7 separate regions of the Mus musculus genome follow, and regions 1, 2, 4, 5, 6 and 7 are each linked to region 3. The links are chromatin contacts, called in public ChIA-PET, Hi-C and HiChIP or PLAC-seq maps. All regions are on one chromosome and are shown on one strand. Each heading gives the region's core, a stretch centred on a gene start, on an enhancer-like site or on the middle of the called end of the contact. The rest is flanking DNA. Distances are from core to core; before and after follow the strand shown.

Evidence for each region. A called contact is a pair of places that touch in the nucleus more often than the background predicts. ChIA-PET counts read pairs in DNA pulled down with a chosen protein or histone mark. HiChIP or PLAC-seq counts read pairs in DNA pulled down with a chosen protein or histone mark.
Region 1: a contact with region 3 is called in an RNA polymerase II ChIA-PET map of memory CD8 T cells, with 151 read pairs. The contact joins the promoter of Lztfl1 here to the enhancer-like site in region 3. A contact is called at or near these places in 5 of 115 datasets of contacts at active chromatin or transcription factors (bone marrow-derived macrophages, effector CD8 T cells, memory CD8 T cells and 2 more) and 2 of 9 other capture datasets (adipose tissue and liver).
Region 2: an H3K27ac HiChIP or PLAC-seq map of microglia shows a contact between it and region 3, with 10 times the contacts expected there. The contact joins the promoter of Ccr5 here to the enhancer-like site in region 3. A contact is called at or near these places in 3 of 39 promoter capture datasets (the C10 cell line, Sertoli cells and hippocampal neurons), 7 of 15 datasets of contacts at CTCF or cohesin (CD8 T cells, hippocampal excitatory neurons, large pre-B cells and 4 more), 23 of 484 Hi-C or Micro-C datasets (the C2C12 cell line, CD4 T cells, CD8 T cells and 15 more), 60 of 115 datasets of contacts at active chromatin or transcription factors (the 230-238 cell line, CD8 T cells, DN3 thymocytes and 40 more) and 6 of 9 other capture datasets (adipose tissue, bone marrow-derived macrophages, embryonic tail and 3 more).
Region 4: a contact with region 3 is called in an H3K27ac HiChIP or PLAC-seq map of microglia, with 10 times the contacts expected there. The contact joins two enhancer-like sites. A contact is called at or near these places in 2 of 15 datasets of contacts at CTCF or cohesin (CD8 T cells and stem cell-derived epiblast-like cells), 5 of 484 Hi-C or Micro-C datasets (ECoMG myeloid progenitors, bone marrow-derived macrophages, cortical neurons and 1 more), 29 of 115 datasets of contacts at active chromatin or transcription factors (the 230-238 cell line, CD8 T cells, the NIH/3T3 cell line and 20 more) and 2 of 9 other capture datasets (bone marrow-derived macrophages and macrophages).
Region 5: an H3K4me3 HiChIP or PLAC-seq map of bone marrow-derived macrophages shows a contact between it and region 3, with 4 times the contacts expected there. The contact joins two enhancer-like sites. A contact is called at or near these places in 1 of 484 Hi-C or Micro-C datasets (CD8 T cells) and 4 of 115 datasets of contacts at active chromatin or transcription factors (CD8 T cells, the SCID.adh cell line, bone marrow-derived macrophages and 1 more).
Region 6: a contact with region 3 is called in an H3K4me3 HiChIP or PLAC-seq map of bone marrow-derived macrophages, with 3 times the contacts expected there. The contact joins two enhancer-like sites. A contact is called at or near these places in 2 of 15 datasets of contacts at CTCF or cohesin (CD8 T cells and large pre-B cells), 2 of 484 Hi-C or Micro-C datasets (Th2 cells and bone marrow-derived macrophages) and 10 of 115 datasets of contacts at active chromatin or transcription factors (the 230-238 cell line, CD8 T cells, the SCID.adh cell line and 6 more).
Region 7: a Hi-C map of Th2 cells shows a contact between it and region 3, with 3 times the contacts expected there. The contact joins two enhancer-like sites. A contact is called at or near these places in 2 of 15 datasets of contacts at CTCF or cohesin (CD8 T cells and large pre-B cells), 9 of 484 Hi-C or Micro-C datasets (CD4 T cells, CD8 T cells, Th1 cells and 4 more) and 14 of 115 datasets of contacts at active chromatin or transcription factors (the 230-238 cell line, CD8 T cells, the SCID.adh cell line and 9 more).

Annotation. Positions count from the first base shown.
Region 1 is chr9:123,715,966-123,718,890 of GRCm38.p6, reverse strand. Lztfl1 (leucine zipper transcription factor-like 1) reads left to right here and starts at 1,266. Exons shown (of 10, transcript NM_033322.3): 1 at 1,266-1,365. The coding sequence starts at 1,363.
Region 2 is chr9:124,120,088-124,122,902 of GRCm38.p6, reverse strand. It overlaps Ccr5 (chemokine (C-C motif) receptor 5), which reads right to left and starts at 1,360. Exons shown (of 2, transcript NM_009917.5): 1 at 1,268-1,360.
Region 3 is chr9:123,926,545-123,929,497 of GRCm38.p6, reverse strand. Gm51701 (a long non-coding RNA gene) reads right to left here. Exons shown (of 2, transcript XR_003948284.1): 2 at 792-2,751. Among named protein-coding and RNA genes, the nearest start is that of Gm51701, 2.9 kb to the right of the region's middle. Within about 2 kb of position 1,262, at least 175 of the 459 cell types and tissues checked have an H3K27ac peak or open chromatin away from gene starts, as enhancers often do. A contact at or near this core is called in the 230-238 cell line, CD8 T cells, DN3 thymocytes and 21 more, where this site is marked.
Region 4 is chr9:124,142,190-124,145,161 of GRCm38.p6, reverse strand. No RefSeq gene overlaps it. Among named protein-coding and RNA genes, the nearest start is that of Ccr5, 22 kb to the right of the region's middle. Within about 2 kb of position 1,306, at least 67 of the 459 cell types and tissues checked have an H3K27ac peak or open chromatin away from gene starts, as enhancers often do. A contact at or near this core is called in the 230-238 cell line, CD8 T cells, ECoMG myeloid progenitors and 3 more, where this site is marked.
Region 5 is chr9:123,761,875-123,764,858 of GRCm38.p6, reverse strand. Gm17021 (a long non-coding RNA gene) reads left to right here. Exons shown (of 2, transcript XR_380030.3): 2 at 1-152. Among named protein-coding and RNA genes, the nearest start is that of Ccr9, 3.8 kb to the left of the region's middle. Within about 2 kb of position 1,713, at least 57 of the 459 cell types and tissues checked have an H3K27ac peak or open chromatin away from gene starts, as enhancers often do. A contact at or near this core is called in CD8 T cells, the SCID.adh cell line and bone marrow-derived macrophages, where this site is marked.
Region 6 is chr9:124,089,538-124,092,237 of GRCm38.p6, reverse strand. No RefSeq gene overlaps it. Among named protein-coding and RNA genes, the nearest start is that of Ccr2, 11 kb to the left of the region's middle. Within about 2 kb of position 1,272, at least 7 of the 459 cell types and tissues checked have an H3K27ac peak or open chromatin away from gene starts, as enhancers often do. A contact at or near this core is called in bone marrow-derived macrophages, where this site is marked.
Region 7 is chr9:124,067,477-124,070,209 of GRCm38.p6, reverse strand. No RefSeq gene overlaps it. Among named protein-coding and RNA genes, the nearest start is that of Ccr2, 33 kb to the left of the region's middle. Within about 2 kb of position 1,344, at least 112 of the 459 cell types and tissues checked have an H3K27ac peak or open chromatin away from gene starts, as enhancers often do. A contact at or near this core is called in the 230-238 cell line, CD8 T cells, the SCID.adh cell line and 8 more, where this site is marked.

The DNA of each region.
Region 1 (2,925 bases), core at 17-2,516, 210 kb after region 3:
TAGAGACAAGAGCTCCGGGGTACTGGTTAGTTCATATTGTTGTTCCACCTATAGGGTTGCAGTTCCCTTTAGTTCCTTGGGTGCTTTCTCTAGTTCCTCCATTGGGGGCCCTGTGGTCCATTCAATAGCTGACTGTGAGCATCCACTTCTGTGTTTGCTATGCCCGACCTAAAGCTGTACTACAGAGCAATTGTGATAAAAACTGCATGGTACTGGTATAGCGACAGACAAGTAGACCAATGGAACAGAATTGAAGACCCAGAGATGAACCCACACACCTATGGTCACTTGATCTTTGACAAGGGAGCTAAAACCATCCAGTGGAAAAAAGACAGCATTTTTCAACAAATGGTGCTGGCACAACTGGCTGTTATCATGTAGAAGATTGCGAATTGATCCATTCCTATCTCCTTGTACTAAGGTCAAATCTAAGTGGATCAAGGAACTTCACATAAAACCAGAGACAGTGAAACTTATAGAGGAGAAAGTAGGGAAAAGCCTCGAAGATATGGGTACAGGGGAAAAATTCCTGAATAGAACAGCAGTGGCTTGCGCTGTAAGATCGAGAATCAATAAATAGGACCTCATAAAATTGCAAAGCTTCTGCAAGGCAAAAGACACCGTCAATAAGACAAAAAGATCACCAACAGATTTGGAAAGGATCTTTACCTATCCCAAAACTTGAAGATTCTAATGACTCAAGTTAGACTTCATAAGTGAAAACTTCCGCCAGGGAGATCAGGACGTTATTCCACAACCTTCTCCTGGCGAATCTAGTGTTTGTCTCTCTAATTCACTACTCTATATAAACCTATGTTTTTGCACATTTTTTTTCCAAAAAGGTAAAGTTATTCTCTTCTGCCAGCGTTATAAAACAATGCAGATGGAGGAAGGGCGTGCACCAGGGCCAGCATGAGCTTGATAGCCGGATGCAGTCACGCTGAAGCCCTGTTCACTCAGCCTGTTCTTCTCAGAGGTCTGGAACCACCAGCTCTGGATCCCGGTGCCAAAGCCCAACTTCTGTCCTGATTGTAGGCAAACACGCTGGCACCTAAGGCGCTGCTCAGCTCCCCCCCCCCACCCCCGACCGGAAATTTCTCTGTTGCCATTGGCAACGGCAGGCACCGCCCCAGGTTAGCGTGGCAAGAAAAGGTGGGACTTCCGGATCTCAAAGCCAATGTACCCGCGGAAATTAGCCAGTTACGCAACATCATCCGTCACGTGACACTGAGAGCCAATGATAGCGTGCAAGCGAGGGCCCACGTGTCTCCGTTCCCATTGGCAACGCGCGGCTTCTAAACAACCTCCGTTCCTCAGGCCCCGGTGCCGGCCTCCCTGTTTCCTGTCGGATCCGCCGCCACCATGGTGAGTGTCCTGGTCGGGAGAGGCCCAGCCGGGGTGCGGAGGGCGAGCGAGCGAGCGAGCGAGCGGGGCCTCGCCGGGGAGGGAGTCACGTCGGCCGAGCCGCGGGGACAGCTTCTTGCTGAAGCCTTCCTCCGGCCTTGTCGCCTCGTCCTTGGCTGTGGTCTGGGAAGCCCTGGCCGACACAGCCGCACACATTTGCCAGGGTGAAGAATGACGGGCTGGTTCCAACTTTCTGTGTGAACTTGGTTGAATCTAATTTTCTGAAGCACCTGATTTTACAACTGACTAATTATCGGTGCTGTTTTCTTTGTTTGGACGTCTGACGACCATTTGGGTATTAGAGTTCGGGCTTACTTTGAGACAGATAAAACTGAAGCGAAAACGCCAGTCCATCCAACCTTTCATCGTACAATTAATTTAAATAGCTGGGCATAGAGAAGTTATTGAAAGTGAAGCTCAAGTGGGTTGCTGACATATCCCAGCAATCAATTCCTAGTAAGTGTCACTTTGTATACATCTAAACAAAACAGACCATTTCTTAAACCATCCTGAGCTAGGAACTGGTCCTGCTTCTGATGTCAAAAACGAAAAAAAAAAAAAAATTACGCTAGTGGCTTCACAAAAAAGTTAGTACTTGTTTGTGTTCTTACTCTTTTATGTCATTGTGATAACACTTGGAAACCGGGTGTAGATGATTTGTCAAACAATGCACATAAAATAAACACTTTAAGCAATAAGCTCACTCTTTTTTAAAAAAAATTATCCTTTAAAGATTTTATACATTCATACAATGTATTTTAAATCCCCTAGCATCTTCCAGAATTATTGTTTACTTCCTGTCCTGTTTTTTTTAAGCCTACCTAGTCCAATTTATGCTGCACATATACTCATGTGTGTGGGACCATCACCTTCCTTGGGCCACACTCTTAAAAGAAACTGTCTCTCTGCCCTTCATAAATCTTCAGCCGTCAGTAACTGCTCAGCTAGAAGTGCGATCTCATAAACCCCTCCCCGTCTCTGTGCTGGATTGTTGATTGGCACCTTTGTGCAGGTGACCACAGTTGTGAGTTTCTAGGCCAGCAGTTCTGTCATGTCTAGAAGACAGTTTTTGTTGTTGCTGTTTCAAGACAGGGTTTCTCTGTTTAGTCCTGTCTATATTGGAATCCTCTCTGTAGTCCAGCCTGACCTTGAACTCAGATTCACTTGCCTTTGCCTATCTATGCCTCTGCCTCCTGAGTGTATATCTTAGTTGTGGCTAAGCCTATTTATTCTCTGTACCTAAAAGCTGTGAGCTGTGTGGTAGCCACCATCCATTGCACAGAGAAACTTCTCTAACCAGGTCTGAGAGCTGTACTAACTGTGTAGCTTCCCTATTTTAAAACAGCATCTGCCTTATTAAAAAGACTACTGTTTGTTTTCAAGCCAGATAATACTTTTTAAGGTTGTATTTGGTAAGGTTAAGTTTCTGTAGAGATCTGAAAATTAGTGTATTAAGGAATGTAGGCATTTGTTTCCTCTCACACAGCAGCCATTTTATTTAGATTAGTGAGTAGGTTAGTG
Region 2 (2,815 bases), core at 111-2,610, 190 kb before region 3:
GAGTGGGTACATTCTATTCTTGATTTTAACTTTATTACATCTTTCTAGCAAACAACTAAAACCATCTTTTAAAAATTTCTTCCTAAGATTATTTAAATCAAATCAGGAACTCTATAAAGTCATTAATTCACCTAAACAGCATTAGTTAATTCATGAAAGTTCATCTTTATGTTGATGTGCAAGAAATCTGACCAATATGGTGGGCTGATACCCACGAACTTTTAGGCTATGTGAAGTGATAGGAAAAGGCTTCTCAGCTGCAAGAAGCAATCCTAAACCCAAGTCTCTTTGGGACCTTGCCTCTTAGAGCTTTGTCCATGCTAAAAGATGGGCCGCCTCCATTAAGGCCACCTGCTAGCCTCAGCCTTTCCTGGATGGCTTCTGACAAGGGTGCTTCTCTGTAGTCAGGATAAAATGATGTAATGTCCAAACACTCAAACAGTGTCATAGAATATAGCATCAGTAATTAAAGTAGACCATCCTCATTTTTTCTCTAAAGTTATTTCTGCTTCCTGAGTTTCCACCATCAAAAGTTCTCATATACGTAGAAGAGATTATCAAGTAGAAAATGATTCTTTCATCTCCATGGGTGATATTCACTGTCTAGCCTCTTCAACCAACTGGCTTGCCCTGTTTAAATTCCTCAAACTTTTTTTTTTTTTTACTTAGTTCTCTAAAGCTCTTCATACTTCCCATTTAGGTAGCAAAGAGAAGCACCCCCCCAAAAAAAAGTCACACCTTCAAGGCTAAGCCAGAACAAGAATTTTCTACTAAGTGTGCTGTAGAAACTTTGATGTTTGTGACCTTAGACAATTTTTAGGTTTCTCTATTTTCTTGGAGACAGTCAGGGCAAGAAGAGAAAGAGAGAACAAGAGAGCACAAGAAACTTAGAGCTTCTGGTACACACATGTTCAAGGATATACACGTGACCCATGGAAAGATTTCACCTCTTTTCAGCTGATTATCAAACCAGATTTCAACCAATAGCATTGTTCTAGAAGCTATTTTTAAAAGGTAAGGATTTGCTTGCTTTAAAAAATTCTCTTTTTAAATATTTCATTCACAATCATGTTTCAGATATTTGATGACATCACATGCTGAAACATATCCTAAATTCTTAACTTTCCTGTATCTTAAAGATTATATTTTCAGATAATTCTGTGAGCACCTGGTGCTGACAGATGTCCTCTCAGGATTTCCTGTTAAAGTTTTTACTCATCAAGGAAGCTGAGCTAACTAGTCAAGCAAGGGCTGAGAGGTGACTTACCAGAGTCTCTTGTAGGGGGAACGGATGTCTCACCTCCTCTGGCTAGGAGAGCTGTACAAATCTAACATGAAGACAGTATAAAGTAAGAAACACAGTTTCTTGCAGAGAGGGTGGAGTTTAATGAGAAAAGGTATTACGTAGTGTTCAGGGTTGGGGGTGTCAGATCAGTTCTTCTTTTTTTTTCTTTAAAGTTGCACTTAGAGTAGAAAATAGAAGGCAGCTCTGGACTGAAAGTTTTTTGAGGAGTTTCCTTCTTCAGACTCTTTTACTTATGTTCTCTGCTCATCCAACTACACACTTCGTTGGAAATCAGAAAAATTAAAGGGTATTAATGACAGAAGAACACTTATATCCATTAATTAAAGCCCACATTTGAGTCAAGAGAGTCACTGTCTAAGAGACAAGTAGTGCATGCAATATCTCTGCTTCTCACTGGTAAAGCCAAAATGGCAAGAGAATTTATTCTTCTCGTAGTTGCTCTTGATTAAAGTAAGTTCCAGCCAATTTAAAGTGAGATGGGAGCTTTATCCCAGACACCAATCTTGCTACTTCTTTTACTCATCTTCCTCTCGCTGTCCTACATTTCACACACATAATTTTTACTGCTCTGTGTGACTCTTCAGTGTAAACTAAAACAACTGCTATCAAACAGGTTTACCATATGTTTTCCTGAAAACTAAACATATTTCTTTTTTTCCCTCATGTATCTGGTAACAAGTGACATACAAAATTACACATTTTGCATAGGCACTTATGAGTATCTATTCTATACCAGATTTGAAGGTAACAGAGCGTCTCAATCCAAGAACATAATTTATCTGGAGCCGTGAAGGATTTTTCATGGAACAACAAAGAGAAGTGCATGATAAAATTTAGGATAATATAATAATGCCATATATGTGACTATATCAGATCAGCTGGGTGGTTGGTGGAATTTTTAAAAACATCAAGAAATGACAGCGGAGCTAATAACAGCACAGAGCTGCCAATGAGACACAAGAGACCCTGCAAGACACAAGACTTCTGCAGCCAGTGTGTTAGGCTAAATAACAATAGTCACTTCATGGTTTGTTATAACAGGCTATTGCGTTCAGTAACTCCATTTTGCTTTATTCTTACTCCTCATTCCCAAGATATGGCTTTCTCTTTGCACTCCAGAACATCTTGTATGCAAGGTAAGTCTAGACCACAACCAGTAGATTAATAACTCTGGCTAGCCTGGGATTGTCTGATTCAAGTTCCTGGGAATGCAAATTCTATACATAACCAGTCATTCACATTTTCCCCAAAAACTTGGAAGCAGGGAGTTGAGGTGTCAGTTTGCTTCCTTTTGGGTGAATGGTGTCTTTAATAAAGACTGTTTTCTTTCTACCAATGTGTGTCTCCTGATGATTAATTTTCTATGTGGTAAATGTCCAGGCCTGAATTTGGTAGCAATAGGGGGCACTCACAGCATGTTTATAGACAAACCACAACAAAATAAACAGCAATCTCTTAATTACACACTCAGTAATATTTTCAAAATAAACACAATTTAAAATCTTAATG
Region 3 (2,953 bases), core at 13-2,512:
AATACAAGATTTGAGAAATTACATGGAGTCTTGCAAAGTCTTGATAATGGAACCTGTTGACAGTCACAAAGTGCACTCAATCCCTTTGGAGTCTCGGAGCTCCGTGCTAATACGTGTCAGTCTCCGTCTTGGACCACACCTTCTAGAATGCCTGAAATTTAGAGAGAACACTAACGAATTATCAAAACCAGCCTTTGGTGTGCACTCAAGTGCGATGGAAAGATTTCCTAAGTCATCGTAATTTGTTCACATGGAAACAGCAGAGAAAGCTAGAAGACACTAGCTTCGAAACTTCTTAGTTGTCTGTCCCTGAGCCCTTTGTGGTACTTCCTCCTCAGAGCCCAGCTCCAGCAGTCCCCTTAGCGGCTGTTTTTAGCAACCACACCCTCTGACTGTGGGTTTGCTCTGCAGTGGCTTTAAGGTTTGAATACGAAATGCCTTCCACAAACAGACACTACAGAATCTTAGGTGTCGAGACAATGGGCATTTGAGAAGGAATTGGAACCTTCAGATCCTGGACTCCTTCCTTGGTAGATTCGTAATATGAGAGCATTCTTAGGAGACAGCCAAAACAGGAAGTGGGATCCAGATAAGAGAAGCAGGTCGTTTAGGGTGTGCCCCTGAAGGATGTATCTTTTACCCCTTCCCCTTTGTGTCCTTCCTGTCTCCTTCTTTGACTTCTGGCCACTATGGGGTGAACAGTATCTGCCGTATACTCCTGCCACCACGGTGTTCCACCTCACTGAAGATCTAGAAACACGGCAAAGGGTCAGGAACTAAGCATCTGAAACTGTGACCCAAAACAAATTCTCTCTTTAATTTGTTCCTCTCAGAACACATTTCACTATGTGTCATAGTGGGGGGAGGGGGGAGTCTAACACAGAGTATGTACACAAAGCCTCACAATGGGACTGTTGATGTAATTCGGTTGGTAGAGTGCTTGTCTATTACCAGCAGAGCCCCGAGTTCCATCCTCAGCACTGCACAAACCAAATGTGGTTTAGTTCCAGCACTCAGGGAGCAGTAGCGGTTTGAAGCCAGCCTAGGACACCCTGTCTCAAAACAAACAAATGAAAAACATTGGGATTCAATGAACAGAACTGATATTAGTCCACTGTGTTCATAGCGTTCATGATGGTCCACGGTAGCTTAGACTTCCTGGTAGTCATTTCCTTGAGTCAGGCTGACCTTAGAGTATAGAAAGAAGTTTACTGTCTTGCTGTCACGCATTGCTGTTGCTTGCGGTCATGTCACAGGACTCTGAGGCAGTAGTGGAGAGACTCGTGAGATGAGGAAGTGAGGTCTCTGCGAGCAGCCGGAGGCATGAACACCTGAAAGCAATTAAGCCCCACCTCCAGCCAAATCTCCTAATGACGGAGTAGACGTTCTCCCTCGTCCGAGAGAGACTGTAGTGAAACGACCCCACTAAGATGTCTCAAATTCCCAACACACAAGACTGTATGACACAATACATGCTTCCTGTTTAAGTCCTGATGTCCCATGGTGATTTTTACTATTTATATGTAATATGCTCATCATGCAAATGAAAAGTAAGCTCAGAGACAGCAACAGAGGACGCACAGTGGGACCCCAGAGCAAAGGCTGATCGTTCACCAGTTCTTCAATTGACTGCAGATGAGAGAGGTCAGGTTGGGGGACACTGAAGCCATTCCCAAGCAAGATGGATGGGCCACCAGCTCAGCTCCTCTCACTGGCAATCTCTGAGAACAGAAGTGACCCAGATTCTGTTTTCCCTTGCTTGGGGAAACATCTGCCTCCACATGCACGGTTCTCTCCACCTAAACAAAATAATTGACTCAAGTCCCTGTGCCACTGGACCTCCACTGGCGCCACACGTGAAATGACCACTGACTCTCACAGCTACAGTGCTGCCAGCTGTGCCCAACGAGGGCTGTGGGGCCGGCCTCGCACCGAGGATCACTGCCTACAACTCTGACCTTGCCTCACAGGTCCCCCGTTGTTGATTCGCGAGGTTACTCTTGAATAGGTGCTAAGGGAGCTTTTGAAATGCACACGATATCCAGTTACTCACTGGTCATATGAATGTCAATCACCCCTGCACAGGCGGGGCTACAGGCTATTTGAGCTCTCGGGAGGAAGCAGAATGTGATGGCTACTGAGTAACAACCAGCCAGTCCTACTGGTTCTGTCTTTTCATCCTTGAACACATTCCGTTAAGAGTCACTATAATCCCCAGGCACAAGTGAATTGAGCGAGTCAAAGGGTTTTAGAAAAGAAAGCCACATCGCCGGGGCGTGGTGACGCACGCCTTTGGTCCCAGCACCCAGGCAGAGGCAGGCGGATTTCTGAGTTCGAGGCCAGCCTGGTCTACAGAGTGAGTTCCAGGACAGCCAGGACTACACAGAGAAACCCTGTCTCGAAAAACAAAAAACAAACAAACAAAAAAAGGAAGCCAAAAGTTCTAAGTAGCCCACTGCCAGTCTTCAAGGTCAAGAGAGACCTGGGATGGTGAACCTTGCTGATCAAGTGAAATAATATAAGCCCGGAGCCTTCTGTGGAACCCGAGAATTCCAGCACCAAAGAGGAAGAAATGACACGCAAGGTGTCAGTAAAGAAAACTCCAGAGCCCATTGTGGGTTAAGTGGGGTTGTGTTGCTGGCCGGTCTCCACCACAGTCTCCTCTCCACCTGCTCCTCTTCAAACGGATGCCTTGGATCCTTGATGGTCTTCAGAGTTACTTTGGGGTTTGACACTGGGAAGAGCCACTATCTGATAGAAATATTAAATCAGTCACATATGTACTTTTAAATCCTTTTCTAGACACACTGTCGTTAAACATCTAAAATAGATAAAGGGTGTAACTCGATGGTAGAGTATTTGCAAGTATACGCAAGGCCCAGGGTTCAATCTCTGAGCGATGAGGGGAGGGGAGTCGATGTGGGGAATAAGTTAAATTAATGCTATATTTAAC
Region 4 (2,972 bases), core at 57-2,556, 220 kb before region 3:
CACAATCATCCATAACAAAATCTGATGCTCTCTTCTGGAGTGTCTGAAGTCACACTACAGTGTACTTACATATAATAAATAAATAAATAAATAAATAAATAAATAAATAAATAAATAAATATTTTTAAAAAAAATACACAATGGTGAAACTTTCAAATAGCATCTATTCTAATTGTCTATGGTCCTTAGTGGGGAAAGTACCAAAACTACTTTTAGGAAACAATCTGTTTTCTGCCGGGTTAGTTCTTTAAGTTTACATGAATAAATATTCATGTGTTGTGAGTTTTGGAGAACTACTTTTTGGTAACATAGAGATGAAGCATGGGGGGAAATGCCACAGAATCCAAGTGGTAACATTTTAACACCTGTCAACATCTGTAATTTTCAGTGAAAGTAAAAAACTAAAACCAAGAATCAGATCATTTAGATTCCTGGGGATCCAGAGCTCCAAGAGGGTGTGAAGCATGTATATGGAAAGCTTGTTAGTTAGAGACTTCCCTATGGGACAGGATGAGGAATCAGGTAGCATAGAAGGAGCCATAATGTAGTAACAACCAGTGTTCAACTAATACTATAAGGGACAGTAGAGATAAGATGGCCTTGAGGTGTTGGAGTGCACCGCGTAAAGGTGTGTCTCTGTCCTTCCTCACTTGCCTAAGGGATTCTCTGATTGGTTTTAATAAAAATCTGAGGGCCAATAGCTTGGCATGAAGTGGAAGGTAGGACTTCTGTTAGAGAGAAAGGGACAATGGGGGAAAAAAGCAGAAGCAGAAATTTAGGGAGATGATTTGGAGGTGGATGGATGCGAACATGAGCGGAGAGGCACAACAGGTCATTGTGGGACATGGGAAAAATAGTCAAGTTAGAGGATCTGGGGGGTAGCTCCAAGTTAAACCCTAAGCTTTAAAAATATACCAGAGTCTCTATGTCCTTATTTATATAGCTGAACAGTCCGTAAATGTCCAACCACATTAAGGAATGTTCTGAACCAAGCCTTTCCATCAGCTTCCATATTCATCCACTTACTATGAAGCATTATAGCCTGGACAGGTAGTTCCAGGTCTCAGTAGCTCCATGCCTAGTAACCAAGGGAGTGGTAAGTGTATTGGTCCTGAAGAGAGCACCTGAACAGCTCTCATAGCATCCTTTATAATTAGAAAAGGCAATCTGGATTTCTTACAAATTTTATTTACTCTGAAAAATAAGAAATGAAAACTAAAATTTATAAAGCCACAGTTTTGTAAGACTATAGAAACCACACAGGGACACGTCAACCTGAAAGAGGAAGTCATGTGTCCAGTGAGGGCACAGTATCTATTTCTCCACCAGACCATTAGGTTGGCTTTTTATTCTGTCCACAAAATGTGAACAAAAAGATCAGAGATTGAGACATCTGCCCAGCCCCCATTTTTCTTACTCTATTTCCTCTTCTTGGATGTCTATTTGGACACCCAAGATTGATGGGGTTTGGATAACCTCTAATAAAAATGTTTTATGTTTCAATATTTTAAAATTAAAAAATTAGATACATTCTCATTTTACAAAAGTTTTTATAATAAAATTAAATTATGACTTATTCTAATTGTACAGGAAAAGAGTCTCAGTCTGTGCTACAGCCTACATGGATGTCTTAGATTCTAAAACATGTTGAACATTTAGAAAGCTCTGCTTCTTCCCTGCCAGATATCTCCAGGGACAGTTTCTGAGACTTGTGAGGGGTTGCACATCATTACTTTCACAGGCTTCAGAGTCTTCAAGGATATGATTTGAGCCATTCCTATCTACCCTAGAGTCAATGACCCTCATCTTGTCCTCTCAAAGGATTCAGCTACACCGTCTGGAATGGTTCTTAATAAACACCTCCGCCTCAAGGAAACCAGACTCTCTAAACCACAGGCTGGTCTCATACATTCTGAAGAGAACAGACATGGGAACAAAAAAAAAAGAGAAATGCATTTTTCTGTAAAGAAAAATGTATTTTTTTGTCTTTTGGTTTTGTTTGTCTGTTTTGTTTTGTTTTTCATTCTTTTACAACAGATCACTGAGGAAGATGCAGGCAGGAACTGAGTGGCCTGTCATTCTTATACCATCACAAGGCTGTGGATGTTTTGTTGTCTACCCATGTCATGTGCTGTTGGGAACAAAAAAGAGGCCCGGGGAAGAGGGGAAAGGAAAAGACCCACACCCTGCCAGAGTTTTACCTATTCTCTGGTTTGTCAGGTGTGGGAGAGCTGCCATACACTTTCCACTCAGCCCTGGGTGGGCATTCAAGCCTCTGACCCACTCTTCAGGAAGTGGCCAAGGGGCAGCCCTACCTGAGAACCCCAGAGCTACTTTGCTAAAGCCACCAGAGAGGGATGAGGGAAGAGGTTCCCAACACCTGCGAGAGTGAGTTCTGTGGATCTTGACTGGAGCACAGGAAGGCCTTCTAATGGGAGATTAGAAACTGCTCATTAGGAGAAATCCTGTCCCATCCTCCAAGTACAGTGGGCCTTGATGAGCAGAGACATTCTATGGTTTTAGAGCTTTATTACAGAAAGGCAGGGAGAAAGAGTGAAGGGAGAGAGAGAGAGAGAGAGAGAGAGAGAGAGAGAGAGAGAGAGAGAGAGACAGAGAGAGACAGAGAGAGACAGAGAGAGACAGAGAGAGACAGAGAGAGATAGAGAGACGAGACAGAGAGACAGAGACAGAGGAAAGGCTAGAGAAAAAGAGAGTAAGAGAGAGGAGAGAGGAAAGGAGAGCAGAAGACAGAGGAGAAGAAAAAAGAAGACAGAGAGGAGAGAAGGTGAGAGTGAGGGGTAAGAAGTAAGAGAGACAAGTAGAGTAAGAAGTAAGAGTGCAAGGTGGGGGCCTAACAGCCCCTTTTATGGTCTTTACTGTTGCTAGGTAACTGGGGAGGAGTTTAGCCTGAAGGTCAGAAGCTTGGGTCATTGCCTACGTGACTACTGACCATGCTTCTCTTGTGGGGGCTG
Region 5 (2,984 bases), core at 464-2,963, 170 kb after region 3:
TGTAAGTCCTAGGAATTGAGAGGAGAGCTATGAATGCCTCAGCATCAGTAGACACATCCCGAAGCCACACTGTCCAGTGTGCAACCACATAGAGTTGCAAGAAATAACTCTGAAGTTAGTGGGAGTGAGAAACTGGTCTTTTAAAAAAAAAATTAAGCCAAGTGTGGTAGTGCAAGCCTTTAATCGCAGCACTCAGGAGGCAGAGGCAGACAGATCTCTGAGTTGAAGGTCAGCCTGACCTACAGAGTTCCAGAGTTCCAGAACTGACAGGGCTATACAGAGAAACTCTGTGTGGAAAAACCAAATATAAATAAATAAATAAAAATTTTAGATAGATAGATAGATAGATGTGTGTGTGTGTGTGTGTGTGTGTGTGTGTGTATGATTGCAGTTGGTTTAAATTTAAACGTGATTGTGACCACTTAGGTAGATCATATAGGTCTAGATGATATGTTTGTAGACACTAATGCGCCCACCTTAGCAACAGCCTCAATAGGGTTAAGGTGCCAACTAACCAGGGCTTTTCTCTCTGGGACAGAGAAACTGAAGAGAGCCTCTCTTTCCCCCAAAAGGTCAGAGCTGGGGCTGACTTTCCCTAGTAGCTAGCATTCCTAGAATGCCCAGACTCTTCATTTGATTAGCAGGAAAAAAATTGAGAACAAGTGGGTTATCCGCCCTGCCTAGCCTCTGTTTGGGAAGCCAGGCTGGAGGTAATGGCCAGAGACAGAGGCAGTAACCACATGTGCACGTGCACATCAACAGTGGGATCTGTAACCTGCAGGGACTGGAAACATGTGGCTAAGTGACACACGGGGTGGCAAGTGCTTCATCAGAGACAGCAAGATTGCTGAGAGGCTGCAACCTTTAGTACCTTTAGTAGAGGGGACATGGACATGAAGGGAAGTTGGTTAGCAGACAGTGGTGTTCGCAGCATTGGATGTGGCCTAACTGAGGTGTTGGAAGCCCTGGGGGTGAGAAAGGTTAAGAGTTCAACTGACTGAATCTTACTACCACCACAGAACACTGGATATTGATAAGGGGGAAGAGTGCCAGCCTAGTCTACTGCAGGTTTGTGTTTGAAGCAGGTGAGCTGTGAGACTAGTGGGGGAAAAAGAGCTCTCTTCAGTTTCTCTGTTCCAGAGAGTTGTTGGCACCCTAAGCTTATTGAGACTGTTGCTAAGGTGGGCACATTAGTGTCTGCAAACAGGTCAGCTAGACTTATATGATCTACCTAAGTGGTCACAAGCACATTTAAACTTAAGCCAGTTCTAAAGAGGTGACGTTTTTAAGACCTCAATTACATGAAATTCTGACTAATGTGAAAAATGAATTAACTGCTCCCAACAGAGGGAGAAACTTGGCAAATCGCAAATGAGAAAGACCAATATGGGGTACAGAGAGGGGAAAGAGCCAAAGAAACAGGAGGAACTGACTATTTCAGGATATGAGGTCAGCTACCTTGGGATATAATTTTATTCAAAGCCAGAAAGGCAAAGAGGGATTTGTGTAACAGATATCATCATATTTCTTCTCTTGTGTTCCCTTTCTTTTCTTCCTTTCTTCCTTATTTCCTTCCTTCTTTCAATTTTTGAAACAGGCTCTTACCATATAGCAAAAGATGGTTTTAAACTCACTGTTCTCCTTCCTCCACCTCCCCAGGGATTACTGGTATGGGCCACCACACCCAGTACTGAGTTTGTTCCACTTTCAGTAGATCACTGGCAGCTGTGTCTGAAGCAACAGAAAATTAAAAACACAACCCCCAGGTTTCACCACAGATACTAGAAGCAAGTAGGTGAATTATAGATCTTTGTGGCTACCCAAAGGCATGGATGCCACTGGCAGCCTAGGCTGCAGCTGTCCCGTCACTGAACATGTGAGGAGGCATGGGTGTATTCGGGGCTTGCATCGCTGCAAGCGAAGCTGGGAACATTCACAATGAGGAAGCTAATTGTGCAGTGAGATCTGGTGTGGTAAATTATTTTATTTATAATTTTTAATTCATAGACAAGATTTGCCAAAGTTTCAGAAAATCCTGGCATGTCTTTCCCTGACACAGTTTTCTCCCTCAACTCTGCCCTGCTGCTTTGTCAATATTAACTGGTTTGTTTTCATGGTGCTGCCGCTCTTTCTGCATAGATTTAAAAGAAAGGCCTTTGAAAAGTTTGCAAGTTCCTTCAGTATATTTACAAAAGCCCTGTTCACTCTGTTAACTTTTGAACCTTCATATTGTTTATCTTCTTAATACTAGTAGTTTTACCTCGTTTTTTTAACCTTGAAGGATTTTTGGCTGACTATGTGAAATACATTCCTGGACTTCTGCCATTTTAATTTGTTTTTGGCCATTGTCAAACTTTGGGAAGTCCATGAAACTGCTCAGGTTCCCAGTGATACCCAGGTTTTTTGTTTGTTTGTTTGTTTGGTTGGTTGGTTGGTTGGTTGATTGATTGGTTGGTTTTTCAGTACATGGATTCTCTGTGTAGACCAGGATGGCCTCGAACTCATAATGATCATCCTGCCTCTGCCTCTCAAGTGCTGGGATTAAAGGTGTGCGCCACCACTGTCCAACTTTATTTTTATTTTAATGAGATCCAATTTCTCAGTGACTTCTCTCTCGCACAGTTCCTTTGGTGTTCTATCTACAGAGTTGTCTCAATCACAAGGCCATGAGCTTTTCTTCTGTGCTGTCAAATGACTTTTGTGGTTTTGCATTTTACATTTGTATTTATGATCTATTTTAACTTTTGGTCCAATTTCCATTTCTGAACTCACCGTGGGTATGGATATTTAATTAATTAGTACCAAGTGCCGAAAAGCCATATTTTCTCTGGTACTGCCTCTAATCCTTTGTCAGAGACCAGGGGGCTCTATTTCTGTAGATCTAACACAGGACTCTCTGTTTCTGTTCCCTGGATTTACATTTTCTGTTCTTTTGCTAACATCATACTGCCTTTGTTACTTAAAATTTACCTTAAAATTATTTA
Region 6 (2,700 bases), core at 23-2,522, 160 kb before region 3:
AAGCACATGGATTCTGGGGTCAGACTCTTTCTGCTTTAATCTCAGCCAACCTGAGCCAAATGAAGAGTCCTCTTTTCCATGTCTGGTTTCCACCTGTCTCCTGAAGGGCCAGGAACATGAATGGAAATATGCAGCAGTGTGGGGTGGGAGGTAGGAGGAGGGGATACCTGTAGAAAGTCTGAGAGATCTGGGGTGTGAGAGGCTCCTAGGATTCAATGGGGATGACGTTGGCTGAAATACCCAATATAGTGTAGTGGTTGAACATGAAGAGACCACCTCCAGTAGATAGACATGGCCTCCAGTTGAGTCAGGGGGCATCCACCCATCTTCAAAATTTTTGACCCAGAATTTTTCCTGCCTAAGGGAAATGCAGGGACAAAAACTGGAGCAGAGACTGAAAGAAAGGCCACTCAGTGACCAGCCCAACTAGGGATCCATCCCATGCGCAGGCATCAAACCCTGACACTATTATTGATGTCATATTACGGTTGCAGATGGAAGACTGGCATGGCTGTCTCTGAGATGCTTTACCAGCAGCTGACTGAGACAAATGGAGATACTTACAACCAATCATTGGATTGAGGTCTGGGACCTCTATGGAAGAGTTCAGGGAAGGACTGCAGGACCTGAGGGAGATTGCAACCCCATAGGAAGTAGAATACTATCAACTAACCCAGACTTCTCAGAGATCCCAGAGACTAAGCTACCAATCAAGGAGCATATGTGGGTGGGCTGTGGCCCTGAGCATTTGTGTAGCAGAGGACTGCCTTGTCTGGCCTCAGTGGGAGGGAATTCACTTAATCCTGCGGAATCTTGATGCCCCAGGGAAGAAGGATGCTGCTGGGCGTGAGGTGGGCTGGTAAGGGGGTGGACAGGTAGGATAGCACCTTCTCAGAATGGGGGATGAGATGAAGAACTCTGGGAGGGGGGACCAGCAAGGGGGCAACTTTTGGAGTATAAATAAAGAAAGAAAGAAATAAAGAAAATAATTTAAAAATAAAATCTGTAACAAAAACTGAAAAAAATAAAATATGGCTTAAAAAGTACACTCTTTATAAACTGGCAGTCAAGTCTTCTGCTTTGGTACCGAGATTCATAGGCTTAGATGTGAAGCTGATACTAAGCAAAACCATGGTGTTCTGGGAACTGAACAAGGTCCTTTGGAGGAGCAGTAAATTCATTATAAATAACCAATCATCTTGATGTGAGCCCAGCAGAAGGAGCATAAGACAGTTATCAGACAAGAGCAATTCTAGCTGTATCTCTTCTAACCCAGGGAAGGCGTCAGAGGTCATTTAGCCTAGTGTCAGTCTCTGAGATGGAAGGCAAGGAGACAGAAACAAACAAAACATCCATTTCTAATTTAATTAATATTTTCACGTTTACATTTTCTTTTAATAAAGAAGTTGCACTACTCTCCCGTGAAGGATACTTGAATTCTTAACTGGAAAAGTGCAGAGAATTCTTTTTCTTTGTGCTGCTACTCATGGACCATTTCCACTTTGTTTCTTAATGGGATACTCAGGGACAAGGAATACACATTTGGAAAACAGCTCAGTTTCTGTTCTTCCTTTTCTATAATATTATCTTCCTCTTTCAATTTTTACTCTGGAGCCCTACCCTCTGTGAAATGTTTCAGTTCCCTCTCTGTATTTTTGGATCAATTTTCTATCTTTCAACAAATGTGCCATGGATAATTTTTACTTGGCTTCTTAAGACCAAGTCCCCAGTGGAAGACACTTCAATACATGATGGGACCATTATTTCAAAGCTTCTGATTTAAGGTGTCACTTTTTACTTTTTATGTTTGTTTGTAGTTTTTTGTTTTGTTTTGGGTTTTTTTTTGGTTTTTGTTTTGTTTTGTTTTGTTTTGTTTTGTTTTGTTTTGTTTTGTTTTGTTTTGTTTTGTTTTGAGACAGGGTTTCTCTGTATAGTCCTGGCTGTCCTGGAACTCACTTTGTAGACCAGGCTGGCCTTGAACTCAAAAATCTGCCTGCCTCGGCCTCCCGAGTGCTGGAATTAAAGGCATGCGCCACCACGCCCGGCTGTGTTTGTAGTTTTTTGTATAGTTTATAATCACTGATAGGGTTTCTAGGTAAGTCATTCATTGGAATAAAAATATTCACTTCATTTTATGATTTTCAGTTTTGAATTCATAAATATTCAAAGAATTCAGTAAATATTTTTGCCTGTTCTGTACAATGATTCATTTTCATCGATCCTTTTTGTCATTTTAATAACTATTAAAATTTTAAACAATGTGCAGCACACATTTCTACCCATATACCTGCTACAGTTTCTCATCTTCCTTTTCCCCTTTCTGCTCTCTAAGCATTGTTGCTCATTAATAATCTTTCTTCTCAAACTACTGAAATCTTTTTACCTTAATAATATAAGAAAGAATAAGTCGTGGTCCTTGCCTTTAATTCTAGCACTTGGGAGGCAAAGGCAGGTGGATCTCTATGAGTTCAAGGCTACTTTTCTCTACCTAGCAGTTACAGACCAGTCAGGGTTAAATAGTGAAATCTTATCTAAAAATATATATTTAAAATACTTTTAAAGACTATAAAAAGACTGGAAATAAGACGAGAATGTACACTTTACCAACACTACTTAATATAGCCCTGGAAGTTCTTACCAGAGAAATTAAACAAGGAAAATTTATTAAAAGAGGCCTGAAGAAATTGTTCAGTTAAAATG
Region 7 (2,733 bases), core at 95-2,594, 140 kb before region 3:
GATAGTTTCCATCCGTGGGAAACTTGGGGAAAAAAGATAATGTGAATGAATAGGTTAGCATCTCAATGTTGATGGGAGACTTGAATAGCAGCTCAAAGAAAGCACAGGCTTTTCTCACTTATAGATTCATATAAAAGATTTATTCAGATCAATATCTGTTAAACCAGCATAGAAAAAAGAATGTGTATCCATTAAAAGTTTTCACAAGTATTTTGAAATGCCTAGTTGATACTTTTCCAAGATCTGTCTTTTATGCTTTTTCCATGATCATAATCTATAACTCAAAGGAAACAAAGGAAAAGTTTTGATACATAATCTTTTTGTTATTGTTGGGGTTTTTTCTTTGAGATAGGGTATCCTTGGCTAGCCTTGAACTCATGATCTTCCTGTCTTCAAATAAACTAATCTTCAAATAAACTAATCTTCAAATAAACTAATCTTCAAATAAACTAATATTACAAGCGTACAAAGCATACTCATGTGTTCTGTAGTAAAAAGAGAAATTCATCTTCCTTTGACATATTGTCTTAGTGTTTTACTGCTGTGAACAGACACCATGACCAAGGCAACTCTTATAAAAGACAACATTTGGTTGGGGCTGATTTACAAAGTCAGAGGTTCAGTTCATTATCATCAAGGCAGGAGCATGGCAGTGTTCAAGCAGGAGCTGAGAGTTCTACATTTCCTTCCCAAGGCAAACAGAAGACTGGCTTCCAGGCATAACTGGTGAGGGTCTTAAAGCCCATACCCGCGATGACACATTTAATCCAACTAGGCCACACCTCCTAATAGTGTCACTCCCTGGGCCAAGCATATTCAAACTACCACACATGCCAGGGCCTATAACACAGCAGTGTCATCCACAACTATTAAGGTAAAACCAGATTTTAGGGTAAAACCAAAATATTGGAAACAACATGGAAGATAAATAAGATGGGTTATACCTGGTATAGTACAGCCATGTTGACAAGAAAAGAGGGAAGGTGAAAACTAGGGCTCCAATTAAAAAGAGCAAAGTTAGTCTCATCAGGCTCCAGCTCCCATGAAAGACCTGTGAGGAACACCTGCCAGGAACAGTGTTGTACTTTCTGAAAACATTTTTTTTACTTTATAGATAGTTACACCTTTATACATACTACTACATCCAATTGTAACATACTGAATTGTGAGTAAGTTGGCTTCTAAGAAAGTCTCCACCTATTCTAGGAAGGAAACCACCACCAACAGCCCAAGGAATAAACAAGGGGAATAGAAATGATGGACAAAGGCTTCCACAGCCAGGTCTACCCATTGCTGCTCAGCTGAATCTGCCTTCCATTTTCAGGAGTATACTTTGCTTTTGCTTTCTCAGCTGCCAAAATAACTTTGATTGCTTGCTTGCTCTACCTGTGGCCCACATGGGTTCCTTTTTCAGGGTACAAGAAACAAGGCTGCTGTTGTGATTGGGATGGGAGGGAATTTGGAGAAGAGGCATGTCTCTCCCCATCCATAACACAAACCTCTCCTTCTTTAGTCCCATTATATTCCAATGTTTGTGAGTTCTATATCCTCAGATCCATATATCTTACATGCCACAGAAGGGAGGTGCTCATTTTGCCCTTCCTTACTAGAAGCCACAACTTGCTTTGAGCAGAAATGACTCACTTCCTCTGACCTCCCACTCCTTTTATGTCAAGGACTTAATCTAAACCGTCAGAATCATGAGAAATATGAAAACACTTTGCTATATGACTCTGATATCTTCAGCTTTAAACACTCTTGGAATGAGCCTACTAGTAAGGTATCCCACCTGAAGTAGATTCTGTTTAGACCTCGGCCTTCACAAAGCATAATTAAATGAAAAAAAAGGAAGTTATTACTCCAATACCAGGAATAAGGAACTGGTTTGTAGCATACATTTAGTAATGTATCCAACATCTATTTTTTCTTGTTCTAAAATTATGAAATTACCCAATTTGTATCTCTTTCAGTAATGAATTTGTTCATGCTGAGAACTGAAACACTACAAAGAAAGAGATGTAAGACTGTCTAGTCTCAAAAAGTATGTTCTTTTTTCTTTTCTTTTTAAATTTAATTTATCTTTTACTTATTCACTTTGTGTCCCATCTACTGCCTCTCTTTTTTCACTCCTCCCACAAACCTTCCTTCCATCCTCCCCCCTTCTCTGATCAGGTGACGTCCCCCTGTGTATCCCCTCCCAAACTCCATTTTAGCACATTACATCTCTGAGGGGCTAGGTGTTTCCTCTCCCACTGAGGTCAGACAAGGCAGCCCAGCTAGAACATATTCTGTAGACAGGTAACAGCTCCAGTTGTAGTTGCTTGGAAACCACATCTGCTACATATGTTCAGGGAGGCCTAGGCTCAGCCTGTGTATGATCTTTGGTTGGTGGTTCAGTCTCTGAAAACCTCAAGGGTTCAGATCAGTTGACTCTGTTGGACTTCTTGTGGAGTTCCTATTCCCTTCAGGCCTGCAATCTTTCCCCCATTCTTCCATAAGAGTCCCCAAAGCTCTATCCACTGTTTGTCTGTGGGTGTCTTAATCTGCCTGAGTTGGCTTCTGGGTGAAACATCTCAGAGGACAGCCATGATAGACTCCTGTCTGCAAGAATAACAGTATCATTAAGTGTCAGGGATTGGCGCTTGCCTGTGGGTTATGTCTCAAGTTGGGTCAGTTATTGGTTGGCCATTCCCTCAGTTTCTGCTCCATCCCATGTTCCTGCATTTCTTGTAC